Linked DNA regions of Mus musculus: region 2 is linked to region 1. Evidence: chromatin contacts called from public HiChIP or PLAC-seq data. All regions are on one chromosome and are shown on one strand. The core of a region is the stretch at or near the end of the contact, and the rest is flanking DNA. Distances in the headings are between cores, read along the strand shown.

What was found. HiChIP or PLAC-seq counts read pairs in DNA pulled down with a chosen protein or histone mark.
Region 2: a contact with region 1 is called in an H3K4me3 HiChIP or PLAC-seq map of the SCID.adh cell line, with 13 times the contacts expected there. The contact joins the promoter of Taf3 here to the enhancer-like site in region 1. A contact is called at or near these places in 12 of 39 promoter capture datasets (the 3T3-L1 cell line, the HPC-7 cell line, HPC-7-derived erythroid cells and 9 more), 1 of 15 datasets of contacts at CTCF or cohesin (pro-B cells), 13 of 115 datasets of contacts at active chromatin or transcription factors (the 230-238 cell line, the SCID.adh cell line, acute myeloid leukemia and 9 more) and 1 of 9 other capture datasets (liver).

What each region holds. Positions count from the first base shown.
Region 1 is chr2:8,751,243-8,757,996 of GRCm38.p6, forward strand. No RefSeq gene overlaps it. Among named protein-coding and RNA genes, the nearest start is that of Gm30957, 190 kb to the right of the region's middle. Within about 2 kb of position 3,084, at least 2 of the 459 cell types and tissues checked have an H3K27ac peak or open chromatin away from gene starts, as enhancers often do. A contact at or near this core is called in the SCID.adh cell line, where this site is marked.
Region 2 is chr2:10,045,485-10,052,238 of GRCm38.p6, forward strand. Taf3 (TATA-box binding protein associated factor 3) reads right to left here and starts at 3,125. Exons shown (of 7, transcript NM_027748.3): 1 at 2,751-3,125. The coding sequence starts at 2,916.

The DNA.
Region 1 (6,754 bases), core at 1,834-4,333:
TTGTGTTAACCCAAGGACATCATGCTCAAATGCTACCCAATCTTTGTATAATGGGCAGAGTGATATTCCATAGACCTGCAAAGCACATTGTTAGAACCTGTAACCAATGGAAAGGGATATCATAATTATAACACTTTTACAAAATGAGTTTTTTTTCTAATTTTTCACCAGCGAACTAATTGTCTTGAATGTAAATTTGTATTGTAAATTCTTCTCTGCATGCACATCACTTCAGTCACTGAAGTGATTATATGTCATAGATAGTTCTAGGCAACTACTACCTCAAATGGAGATACAAAGTGAGACTCCAGAAAGAGGCCTTTCGATCTCCAAGTCCCTATATCTTCAAAGCATTATTTCTAAGGAGAAGTGTTCTACATATTCTTTTCTGTATATGAATACACTGTAGCTGTCCTCAGACACACCAGAAGAGGGAATCAGATCTCATTAAAGATGGTTGTGAGCCATCATGTGGTTGCTGGGAATTGAATTCAGGACTTCTGGAAGAACAATCAGTGGTCCAGTGGCTCTTAACCACTGAGCCATCTGTCCAGCCTGTTTTATATATTCTTTACGTAAAATCTTGCAATTAGTATGTTCTTAACATGTAGTTACAAATTGGAAAATCTAATCTGTATTCAAATGTACTGTGTGGCTAATGGTTTAGTCAGTGAGGGAGGGTGGAAAGAAGGGGTTTCAGAGTGAAGTGAAGGACATTAGATGGCAATGGAGGTGCCCAAAAGAAAAGAGAATAATAAAATAAATGATAATAGAGTTCTAAACTGAGTCCTATGTGTAAACTGTCAAGATGTCAGACATTGAAGAAATTTTCAGTGGCATAAGTTTAAAATGGCTTATTTCAATACTTGAAATTCAGGTTAGAATTATTTAAAAATCTCTGCTCAATAGTCAATACTAAGTTTAAGAAAGTAGTTCGTGGTGCACACAACTGAGATCTGCTTTATTCTCTGACTCTTTAAATCCTTCTTTCCTTGCTTCGGATAAGCTGTCACTCCTGTATCTCTCTACCAGTGGCAAAAATGTCACAGAATTGATTTGTGACACATGATCACAATCTGTAATAAGAACACTTTATAAATTCAAAGGCCAGGCCAAAAGTAAGTGAAGAGGAGAACTGTAAACCACATACTTGTATTTTTTTACACGATTAACAGTAAAAGGGTCAGCACATTAAGTTGGCTACATATATTGCTGTATACAGAAAACCCAGTTTTCAGCCTCAAGGCGTAAAGCACACATGGTAACTACACCACATCCAAGGAGGAGATAAGTGGAGGCTGTACCACATTCGTATGGATACTTAACAATGTGCCAATTCATTATCTTAATTTGGATGGATTTCTTTCTGGATGAAAGTGTTTGCCTGTAAGTCACGCAAATCTAGGAGAAAAATGGGAAGGCAAAGAAAAGATGTTTTCCTTTTAAAGAAAAAATTTTCTAAGTGTTTTAACTAATGAATATGCAAGAAGATATTCCATTCACTTCTAAATTTGATTTGATTCTGCTATATGCTTTTAAAATAAAGGTGTCATTGTGTGTTAAACAGTTAATGTACACATTCTTTATGCATACCTTTTTATATTATTTTGCTCTACTTTGCATGTTGTTGGCAGATCCTGGGTTGTTGAAAATGGCTTAGACCACTGAGTCCAAAGTAAATGAATATATATTCCAATGAAAGCCTACTGACTGATGAGCAAGACATACAGCAAACAAATCTCAGTTACTTACTTTTCATTTTAGCTGTTGATTGCGTTCAATGTCTTGTGTATATATATATATATATATATATATATATATATATATATATATATCCCACATCAAAAATATAAATGCATTTTTCACTCTCTTGAGTAACAACCCCACTCATATCAAGCATATTAACTCCAGTCTTTTATAGACTATCTGTGATCCATTTTTCTCTGTACTGCCTTGCTCTGTGAGAGGACAGCAGACAATCCTGCTGTTTGCAGACTCGAGACCTAACTATGTCTACAGAGTTTTAAGATGAAGGAGCAAGAGTTAGTTATACAGAATGGGAGGCCAAGGTTGGAGAACTCTGAATATGTCCTATCTCTTCAGGTTAAGATTCTTTTAAAGTCTAGTAGAAAGGCAGAGGGATAGGCAGCTGGCAGCTGCACAATGTAGCCCTTTGAATGATCTGTGTGTTACAGGAGAAAATAAACACCATTGTAATAGAAGCTGCTTTAAAAAGGAAGACAATTTGAATTGCTAGTGAATTCAAAACTTAAATGAGACTAACATCAGCTCTTACACAGAAGGTAGTAGAAATATTCTTCTTTATGTAGAATACTAAAATGTAAGACCAGGGCTGGTAAGGTAGTTCTGTGGGTAAAGATAGCACTGCAATTACTATGCAAGTCTGGGAACCTGAGTTTCATTCATCAAATCAGTATAAATTAAGGAGGAGAAGACTAAATTCACAAAGATATTCTGTGAACTTCCCATATAAGCCACGATATGAACCAATCCACAAATGTGAGCCCCCTTCCATGAATACACTCGCAAATAATAAATAAATAAATAAATAAATAAATAAATATATTATCACAAGATTGTCACAAGATAAGTGTCTCTTATGTCTGGCTCTTTACTAGTTTGTATAACTAATCACACAGGTGGGAACTGTTGTCTCCTATAAATTGTCAGTGTGTTCAAAGCACTGGCAAAAATGAGCACTTGTATATCTGAAATTTAGTGCTGAACATTTTAGTAAGTGGAAACCCCATGATAATATGTATGTATCCGTGGTCCACTTAAGATCTTTCCACGTAGTTCTTAAATATTGATAGATATTATCTGTATAGAATGATTCATTCTTTTAAACCTAGGGAAAACTTCCCTGTAAAGGTAGAGACAAGGAGAAATCAAACAAATTAGCGATATAAGAGAGGTGGTTTGGCCATTACAGGCTAGACTCACAACCAAAATATACAAGGTACTTTCTAGTCCTTTAAAAATGCATTAACACCTTGCCAGTCTCCATATGGGTCTCTGGCAAAGCAAATGGGATTTACATGAACATGCAATAATTCATGTTGCCACTGGGTGGCAATGGCAGCTTTTCTCTCCAAACTATGCATGGTGCCCATAATGCAATTTGGTGCCCATAATGCAATTTAGTGCCAAAGCTCTTGGTCCCCAAGTTTCTCAGGATAATCAGGTGCAAACTACACTTGTGTTATGTTCATGACACAACATATGTCCTCTTTACATTTCTTGCTTTTGGACTTATTCCAAAGCTAAGACAGTTACTAATGTTCCCTTATACCCAGCCAATCATGAACTGTATGGTACCAAGTGCATGAGGAAGAAAAGGCAAAATAAAATGTAGTAGAAAATAAAGCAGGTACCAGCAGAATTGCCTTAATGCCTTCTGCTAGTGAAAGCTTGCAGAGAACCTAAGTATCCTTTAGACTGTTGTCTGTCACACAGCAGTAGTGCTATCCTTCATTCTCTTTAGCACCTCGTTGCCTAAAACATCTTCCCCTGGCCCATAGATAACTTGCAATAATATGGACACACACTTCAGAAGTGCAGTTCAGACAGTGAGCTAAGAATGCTTCCATTTCCCAGGATCCATTTGTTGTAAATGGACAAAGAGAAGAGAAAATATTTTGGAAAATTGTTAAAATATGTATGGTAATGAAGGCTTTGCAACAAATTTTGAGGGGAGATAAATGTGTAGACACTTGAATTCTAACAAATTCAAAGTTTAAAAATGATAACAAGGTTTGAGACCTTACCACAGGCTAGAATAATAACTTTTTTTCATGGAAATACAGGTTTAAGTGTATCCATCCGAATAGAAGTCATCTAAGTGTAAATAGCTTTTCTAGTTCATATGAAGGGGTGATCTTAGATTATTATTTTCATTACTACAGTAAGGTGGTTATATCAATAAAGTGAGATAATATTCTACAAATGTGAACAACAAAACAATGAAGACATATCTTTTATTTCTCTTGGGAAATGTACTCCTACTTTAACTTCCAGAAACCTTGGTCAGTTTCATGGGCTTTTCTTAGTAAATAGAACTCAAGTACAAAATTCTCATAACTAATGGGTATATATGACTAAAAACGTAACTATTGCATCTTTTTATTATCCTAGGCCTCTCTGACAGAGGAAACATACATAGATACCATTTTAGATCTATAGATAAACTAGACAGGATAAAGCCAACTTTTAAATCTTTTCCATGTTTCCTTCCTACAGTGCCTTAATTAATCATATACATTTGGGAAAAGATATTCTTCATAACCAAAGAGAATACATTCACTTCTTCCCCATGGGACTTTGTCTAAGAGCTTCAAGGCCTGGACTGAGTTGAAATTTTGCACAGTTGAAAGCAAGACTTAGGTACCTTGTGTACTGTTGTCCACTCTATTCTTGTTATGTATGAGACCTGTTAAATGCATTAGGTCAAAAAAAAAAAACATTACAGTTACAAATAGAAATTTGAAAACTAATTAGAGATATAAGAGAGCAAAAAACTATTTCAAAATCTTCAAATACTTATTATGATTTGAAAACACAAATAAATCCAGTTGTTATGATCTTGTGTCCAGACACATGTGTTCATACACAGACAACAGAGACACACTCATGGAGGAACTGGAGTGCCAGATTGACGAACGGAAGTAGAGCTGAATGTATTTTTAACTTGGAAGAAAATGGGAGGTGGCGTTGTGTGCATGTTTACTAAAATTGCATGTGAATTGGGGCTTTCCTGATATCTTTGTATTTGCAAATTAATGTACAACACTGACTAAGTGTGGCACTTCATGTAAGTCATTTAGGAAAAGGCTCGTTAAGAATGTGTGACCACAGAGAGACACGACCGGGCACACCTGTGAGGCATGGGGCTCAGGAACTACAAGCCATCCTCAACAACATAGACAGTTTGAGTCCAGCCTGGTCTACATTTAAAAGTTAAACTCAAGAATAAATGTAGACAAATTAAAAAACATCAATGCCTCCCTATGGAGAATTTTGTGGCTTACCCACACATCTTGGTAGCCTGCTCATGGATTATGTGACAAGAACACTTGCTGCTAATGAGATATGCACACTAGAGAATGACTGAGCAAAGCTCTTCTAGAACAAAGATACACGTAGTTTAACATCCAGGGTTACACTTATTTAATTTTAATGTAAAGTTCATCCATGGATTTATACATCAGTTACAAAAAGTTAGAATTCTGATGCAGATGCTGTGTCTTCCAGCCTTTAATACAAAAACAATACTCAACATATGTCTCGCCACATGATAGTTGCACATACATCTGGTTATCTTCTCCCTTTCTAGCCTATGTGTTTCCCTAGGCATTGCCAAAGAGGAATTCTTATTACGATAAAATGTATGCATTCTGTAACTTGCCTCTGCTTCCACTCTGGCTCCAGCAGGCTGCCTTCACTTGGTTAATATTTGTTCTTAGCTGCTTCCTCATTCTCTGGGCCGAGCCAGCCTTCCTGGAAGTCTGTGTTCCCCATGGCTCTCGAAGCTACATAAATAAAAATGTTTTTTAACTGAGGTCATTAAAAGGTTCACAGAATTTTTTCAAGATTTAAAGAGTAGCTGAGGATGCAGGCATACAAACCAACAGGACACAGCTTCCAAGTGGAAAGGAAAGGTCCCCAGGAACATTTTTGTCCCTGCCTTCCCGTGAATTCTATGCTCTGACAGATCCCCAGGAGGGGCATTTAATATTTGAAGGCTAAAAAGAGATAGAATCCTGTTAAAATATTAATAAAAAATCTATGAATTCAAGATAAATACATTGCAGACAAACATGGACTCTTAAATATGTAAGAGAGCATTCAAATACTTTCAGATGAAATTTGAAATTTTATATTTTGAAAACACAAATGAGATTTTCTTAAAATATAACTCAAGAAAAAAGATGGGAAAATAAAAACAGGCAAAGTTAAAAAAAAATACACTTTCAAAAAAGTTTATTCATGGCAGTGAACATGCTTTTCCAAGGACAAAGGTGCTACATTTGAAATCAGTATTTCGTATTAGCAGTTTCTACACCACATTCTACACTGCATCATAATTTTTTTGCGGGCAGTGGTGCTTTTCTAATTTTCTCTTATGTTTATTTATTAATTGATTAATTGATTCTCTCTCTTTCTCCTTGTGTGTGTGTGTGGGGGGGTGCGGGTGCACGCGCATGCATGTGTGAGCACATGTGCACGTGTGCATGTGTGCGTGTGTGCTTTTATGGAGTGTACATGCATATGGAGATAGAAGAATAGCTCTTGGGAGTCAGTTCTTTTCTTCCACTATGCGACTTCTGGGGATGGAATTCAGATCATCAGGCCTGGCAGCATGCACCTTTGCCCTATAAACCAACTCATTGGTCCAACTCTGTTTTGTTGTCGTTTCTTTTCTTAGTTTGTCGTGCAATGTATTATCATCAAATATTCAGGCATCTGACAATGGTCTATTTAATTCTAATTGTCAGCCAGTGTATGCCAACTCAAGGAGAAGCAGAGTAGAGAAAAACTGATCCAAATCTATGCCATTTGTTGCCTATGGTGGAGCAACCTCAGAAGCTGCCTGAGGGAATTTAGTAGTCTTGCTTGCAGATGGTCTCAGTTCTACCCTAGCTTTAAAACATCACAAGTGGTATCATTCAGCAACTGAATCCCTCACTATAATTTATTCTTCTATGAGAAATATGCATAACTCACTATAGGAGAT
Region 2 (6,754 bases), core at 1,875-4,374, 1.3 Mb after region 1:
CTCAGTTTTAAAAGAAATTTGTAATTCTCTGTGTGTGTGTGTGTGTGTGTGTGTGTGTGTGTGTGCATACATGTACGTACCCTTTCTCATGGGATGAATTGATTATTTTCATATTCTACTACAGTACTAATGTGCTAACAGACTGGAGAACCCTAACTGTATTTGTATCACACTATGGTGGAGCTAAACCAGTATATACACTCAGGAAACTGTTAGCTAGAAAATGAATGGATAGCCTGCAACCTTGCACTCTAAAACCATCTGTTTAATAAGTAAGCATTTTTAACAAGTCACCAAATCCAAATGGGAAATAATGAATCTTCGAATCATATTCTCATTAAAAAAAAGAGCGAAAAGGAAGAGAAGAAAACTGACTAGAAAAAGATGGGTAATTATAAAAAGTTTCATACTGGACAGTGGCAGCACGTATCTTTAATCCCAGCATTCAGGAGGCAGAGACAAGCAGATCTCTGTGAATTCAAGGACAGCCTGGTCTACAGAGAGAGTTACAGGACAGCCTGGGATATGAAAAAACCACCACCAAAAAAAACAAAAAACAAAAACCAACCAACCAAACAAACAAACAAACAAAAAAAACCCCAAAACTCTGTCTCAAAAAAACAAAAGAAAAGGCCAGGGAATGGAGGGGAAAGGGTTCATGATAAATGTGATGGCCCACACCTTTAATCCCAGCACTCATGAGGCAGAGGCAGGCGTCTGGTCTACATACTGAGCTCTAGGATAACCAGGGCTATGAAGAGAGACCATGTCTCAAACATAAACATAAAATAAAATGGGGGGCGGGGGGAGGAGGGAAGAGAGGAGAGAGAGGGGAATGAAGAGGTTCTCAGTAAAGCACAATGAGTTCTTGGACACTTTGGAATGCTTGAATCCATGAACTACCTGGCATGGAAGGTAACTATGTATTCAGGGGATATTTTCAGAACCCAAAAGGTATACATCTGCCTTTAGTTCAGGAACTAGGTAACAAAATATAATCTATCTTAAACATAATAGTAACAATATACTGAAGGTCAATGGAGAAGGGGCTTGAAGGTAAGGAAGCAACAGCTAGACGATCATTCTACCACCACACACGTTAAATCAAGCACTCAAAAAGATGTGCATTTTAGGAATTCATTCACTAAGTCTTTTGTGGACTACCCATTAATTTACTAGCCAACTGTTTCCTATTTGGAACAACCCTAGGGTGACACAAATCAGGATGCTCCAATCAGTTAGCACAGTAGGTACTAGAGTAATACAAATACAATCAAGGGTGCTCCAATCAGCACATTAGGTACTTACGCAGAATATGAATATAATCAATTTATCTTCTGGGTCAGGGTACACATATACACAAACAATTACAAAATAAGATAAATAGGATCTGATTTGTTGGGGTTTCATTATTTTGTTAGGAATGGCATTTGGAGTCTTGAAGGTATGGCGAATCTATAGGCCCTCACTTTAAAAGTAGGAACCACTGTAGCAGAACAAATTACTCTATAAAACACTTCATTTAGTTATCCAACTTGCCACCTTAAACGTCATATCTTGGAATTTAAATGAACGTTATAATCCCCGCCCCCCCCCACACACACACACACTCATACATCAGTAAAAATCACACATCTATAAAATGATCTGTACCTTCTACAAATCATTAAATACCACCGGGTAAAGACACTACTGGGCATTCACTTAAAAGTCAATACACTGTCCCCAGATTCTATGTCTCAAGTTCCTCCCGTGGGGCTGGCTTCTAGTTGTGGGGACATCCCATAAGTAGTTTCAAGAGGGAAACTGGGTATTACTTGGCCACCAGGATTCAGCCCTAGTTTCAACTGCAGTCCTCCATGTGGGACCGTCCCCACTCTCCTAGAACACACCTGAAAGGGCTGGAGCCCTGAAGAGGGGCAACACGGAGGACTGTGCTATCTTTACTCACTCCCAAAACATACACAGGAGCCTTTAATCTCATTAAAGAGACATGAACCAGAAAAAAAAAAGTTAATACATACTGCGACACTGAGTACCCGGAAAACCTCCCAAATTACCGAGTGATGCTTCCCATCACACTTAGATCAACACTAACAGAAGAGCATAGAGGAAGGACGCCGTGCGTAACTGAGATGCTTATTGAAAGGTATTCAGCGAAATCGACAAAACCTGCCTTGAAAAGTAGTAGGCGAAGTCTGTGAAACGAACAGATAGAGAGGGGAGAAAAAAAAAAAAAAAAGGCAGCGACCCTGACTGAGCGGAGCTGTCAACGAGTCTATTTGGGAGCTCAGGAATGGCCAGCCTTGTAAGAAACGGCCGGTAGACGGAGCGCCTGTGACAACTAGTTGTAGTAGTTTGCGAGCAAGGGAGGCAAAAGACCAAGGTGAGCGAGGTGGAGAGCATTCTGGGGGTGGCTCTGGCCGCAGCCGACCCGAGACAATGAGAGAGACCGAAGCACTGGTCCAGGAGCAGCATCGGTGAGAGGGTGTGTGGCTGCGAGCCGGGACCCCGCTTCCCTGCCGGTGGCGGGAAGTTAGCGGATGAGGAAGAGGCACCTAAGGGATGACTGGAGTTCGCAGGAGACGGTGGAAGCCCCCCAGACGGTCGGAGTCTGAGAGGATCCCCATGTCGAAGCCGGCTTCGGAACGCCACCCCTGCAGGGGATGCCCAAAGGGGTCCGGAGGGGCAAAGGTGTCACTCGTGACCGGCTTGGGGCAGCCCTCCCGCAACCCAGCCCCAGTACTCACAGAGTTCAGAGTACCGATGGCAGCCCCGGCCCAGCTGCTGCAGATAGCGCTGCAGGACGTCGGTGAGGAGGTGGCAGGCGCTGAGCTGCACCGAGTCCCAGCCCAGCGCCTGGCAGATCTGCGCCACCGAGACCCTCAACAACGACCTAGAGTAACTCTCGCACATCCCGCTGCGTGGACGCCACCGCAGCCCTTCGCTGCCACTGCTCTCCAGCCCTGCCGCCTCGCCTCAGCAGAGCCCCCGATTCATTCTCTGGGGGCCCCGCGGCGGGGAAATCGTCCCCCCTCCGACCCGGAGCGACCACCTCAAAGCCTCAGCAGCACGGAGCGCGCCAGCCTGAGAGCCGCCATTTTGGACTCGCTCCGCCTCCCGCTGGACGGCCGCCGGGGCGAGGCAGTACGAGCAGAAGGCCGAGAGATAGGCGGCCCAGGCTCCGCCCAGTGGGAGGAGAGCGATCGTCTCGGGATCGACTCTAGAGCCTGGACGCCGGCCGGAAGCCGAGTGACTGGGCGCAGGTGGAGTCTGCGCCTCCCTGACAACAGGTGCCGGTGTCTTTCTCTCCCCGCTGATGGAAAAGTAAGAGGTGACCCTCGGTGTGTTCAGGGGCAAACCAGGGAGGCAGTGGAATGTTAAGGACTTAACATCGATAATGTTGATAGAGATTCAAGTGTGAAACTAGAGAATTGGGAATATAAGCTACTCCGCAGAACGCGGATTCGATTGTTTTCCTTTACTTAAATCTAAAAAAGTAAAAACGAAATTAAAAGATGAAAGATAGTATTCAGAATGAAATAGTGGCCACTTGGGAGGTTTGAGTGAAATCCAAGATGTTCACTCAGGAGGCTGAGGCAATCATAAGCTAGAGGCCAACTAGAGTCACCGAAAAACCGAAAAAGACTCCGGCTCTAAAAAAAACAATCAGAGCTAATAAACTCATGTTGTTCATTGTGTCGTTCAATGCTCTTCATAATATGGCTGGTTTTAAGGAAAAATGCCTACGTGTTCAATTAGTGGGAACTGCCCCCCTCTTCCCCAGTAGTGAGCAAGATATTATTTTAGTGCAGTTTATAGCTAGTTCTAGTTTGCGTCTTACTAGTCACAATACGTAGTCTATCCAAGACGTGGAGAATGCAGTTCCCTACAGAGGTCGAATACTCTGTAAATCCTTGAGACTGGTTTTGTCCAGAGAATGCTTGCTTGCCTTTCCCAGGGCTTCTTCCAGCCCTAGTTGCATTTTGCCTGACGGTAACAGAAACTGTGATGAGATGATAAATAGGTTTGGTTGAAATAGTGGGTTGTCCCGTCCGTCCATCCCGTCGTCCGCCCCCGCCCGCCCCCCCCCCCCCGTGAGTCTCAATCTTGTTATGTTGCAACATCTGCCCTTAGACTTTTGGGACTGAAGTGAGCCTCCACAGTAACTGGCACTTTGGGCAACTGCTGGTAGACCCTGATTAATAATCCCAGTGCTGGGCAGGCAGAGGGAGGCAGATACCTGAGTTCAAGGCCAGCCTGGTCTACAGAGCTAGTTACAGAACAGGAAAAAAAGTTTCAAATTAAAGCCAAACCAATCCCAGTGACTACTGAGTTAAACCAAACCTACTTCGGCTATATTTAACTACTCCATTTCTTAGTTGTGCCTGCCATATCTACCATTGACTATTCAGTATATAAGTTTATGTGCCCTCTCCAATAAATTGTTTCTAGGCAGCTGTGATGGCTAGTCTCAGTTGTCAACTTTAGTACATCTGGAATCAACTAAACCCCAAATGACTGGGCACACTTGCGAGAGATTTCTTTTCTTAATTAAATCTCTTGTAGTGGAAAGACACACTTCTAGTCTGGGTCTTTGACGTGGGACTATCCATCTTTAATCTGGCCCACATCTTCTGCTGGCAGCTTATATAAAACACATAAAAGAAGGAAGCTTGCTTTCTCTTCGCCTGCTTGCCTTCACTCCAGCTCACAAGTGCATTCTGTCACGGGAAGTAGAGGCTACTTCTTTGGGATTCCAGAGTATACTGAAGATCAGCTGAGACATCTAGCCTCTTGGACTAAACAACTTCTGAATTCTTGGACCTTGTTTGTAGGCAGCCATTGTTGGGTTAACTGGACCATAGCCTATAAGTCATTGTAATAAATCCCCTTCTTAAAGTCTTGAGAGCCCAATAAATCTGAAACCATGTTAGTTTTGACAAATGGCAGTCTGGAGAGAAGCATCGACACTCAGTCCATTGGGAGTTCTGTGCCCAAGTGTCAGGAGCCTGTTTGATGCAAAATCACAAGGATACTTTTCATCTCGTCTCGGGCCTTAATTGAACATTTTTAATTTTTTTGTTGTTTTTTTCCAGACAGTGTTTCTGTGGAGCTCTGGCTGTCCTAGAACTCTAGAGCAGGCAGGCCTCAAACTCAAATATCTGCCTCCTTCTGCCTCCCAAGTTCTGAGACTAAAGGTGTGTGTCACTGTGCCTAGCTCATTTTTAGAACTGTTTCATAACATTGAACATTTCCTTAATTTGAAACTCATACCTTGGATTCCCTTCCCCTACTACCTCTTTATTTGCCTGAGTGTAGTGGAAAAAATTCAAAACTACAGAAAAGCTGAAACAAACAAGATTCATGGATTATTAACATTTTGCCACATTTACTATATATGGAAATATTTTAATTAACTTATACTCACCTTTTCCAAGAACAGCTTGAAAATAAGCTGCAAACCTCATGCCACTTAAGTCTGAAAAGCTGAGCATTTATCCTCCGAAACCAGCACCGTTCCCTGTGTAACCATATGTATGACCATATGGCCACGACTCTGGTTTCCCAGGAAGCTAAGTGTGGGATGGAGGGAACTCTACAGCAGGTTTATCTGGGAGCACTCTTGGGACACCAAATGTGGGAGGGAAGGAGTGGGAGCCAGGCAGATACACTGTCAAGGAAGGCCTCAGCCAATCTCAGGGTGCTTGCTGAAACTCTTGGACCTTTAACATTGCCAAATTCATAGGTGATTTGTGTAGACTTTGCAGGAAAGGGTGTGTGAACTTAGGCCAATGTACTGTTTACAGCTGAGTCAGTTCCATGGAAGGCTTAAGTCCTTGAGAGCTGAGGAGCTCGGTACTATCCTATTAATATTCAGCATACGTCTTCTGTTTCTCCTTTGCTCTCTTTCTTGGTGTAAATCTGAAGAACAGCTCTTTCAGAGGTGGTGGGGGTTCTCCTCTGAGAACATCATTAAAAAGGAAAACCAGGAACTGTTACCACTCTCCCTACTGCGGATGGGCCCCGTGTCTATTTCCAGTGGCTTGCTCAGACCTTGTGTGTAAGGGAGGGCTCTGAGTCCTAGGCTTCCATATCCTTTCTAGATTGTGGCTGCTGACCTTGTCAATTCACCCTCAAAATTGAACAAAAGTACCCAAACAGACCACCAATATGGCAGATAGTGCCCATTACCCATTGGGATAACAGCTCAGTCTTCTCCTATGAGGATCGGCTGCCTAGATGGACCTCTCTGCTGATATCTTGTGGCTGAAGTACTAAGGTAACACCTGAAGCCTTGTCCATTCCAGCAGGACTTTTACTGTCTCCTTTGGTAAAACTCGCCCATTTTGGAGATGAGACCCATAAGCCTCAAGAACTCTGGGTTGCAGGAATTGGAACAATTACCTAAGTAAGTCCCTGGGAGTGATGGCAAGTGGAGAATCTTCAGTCTCTAGTCCATGTTATCTCCCTGTTGAGAACCCCGCTCCAAAGAAAAGCCATTGAGTAAAGTCTGTACCGCATCCTCAGAGATTGTACCCCATCCCCACAAAGTATTTCCTATAAGCTTGTGCTTAGCAGTGCCTACAAAGGCCAAAACATCAGCCTGGCAGCACAACAGCTTCAAATGGTATAGGGCAGTAACAGTGGACTTCATATCTGGTGCCTTTCCCAAACACCCACTTGTGAAATAGGCCCTTGAGAATTGTTGCAGCATGATGTTGGACACACTTGTGTTTTGGATGAGAATGAC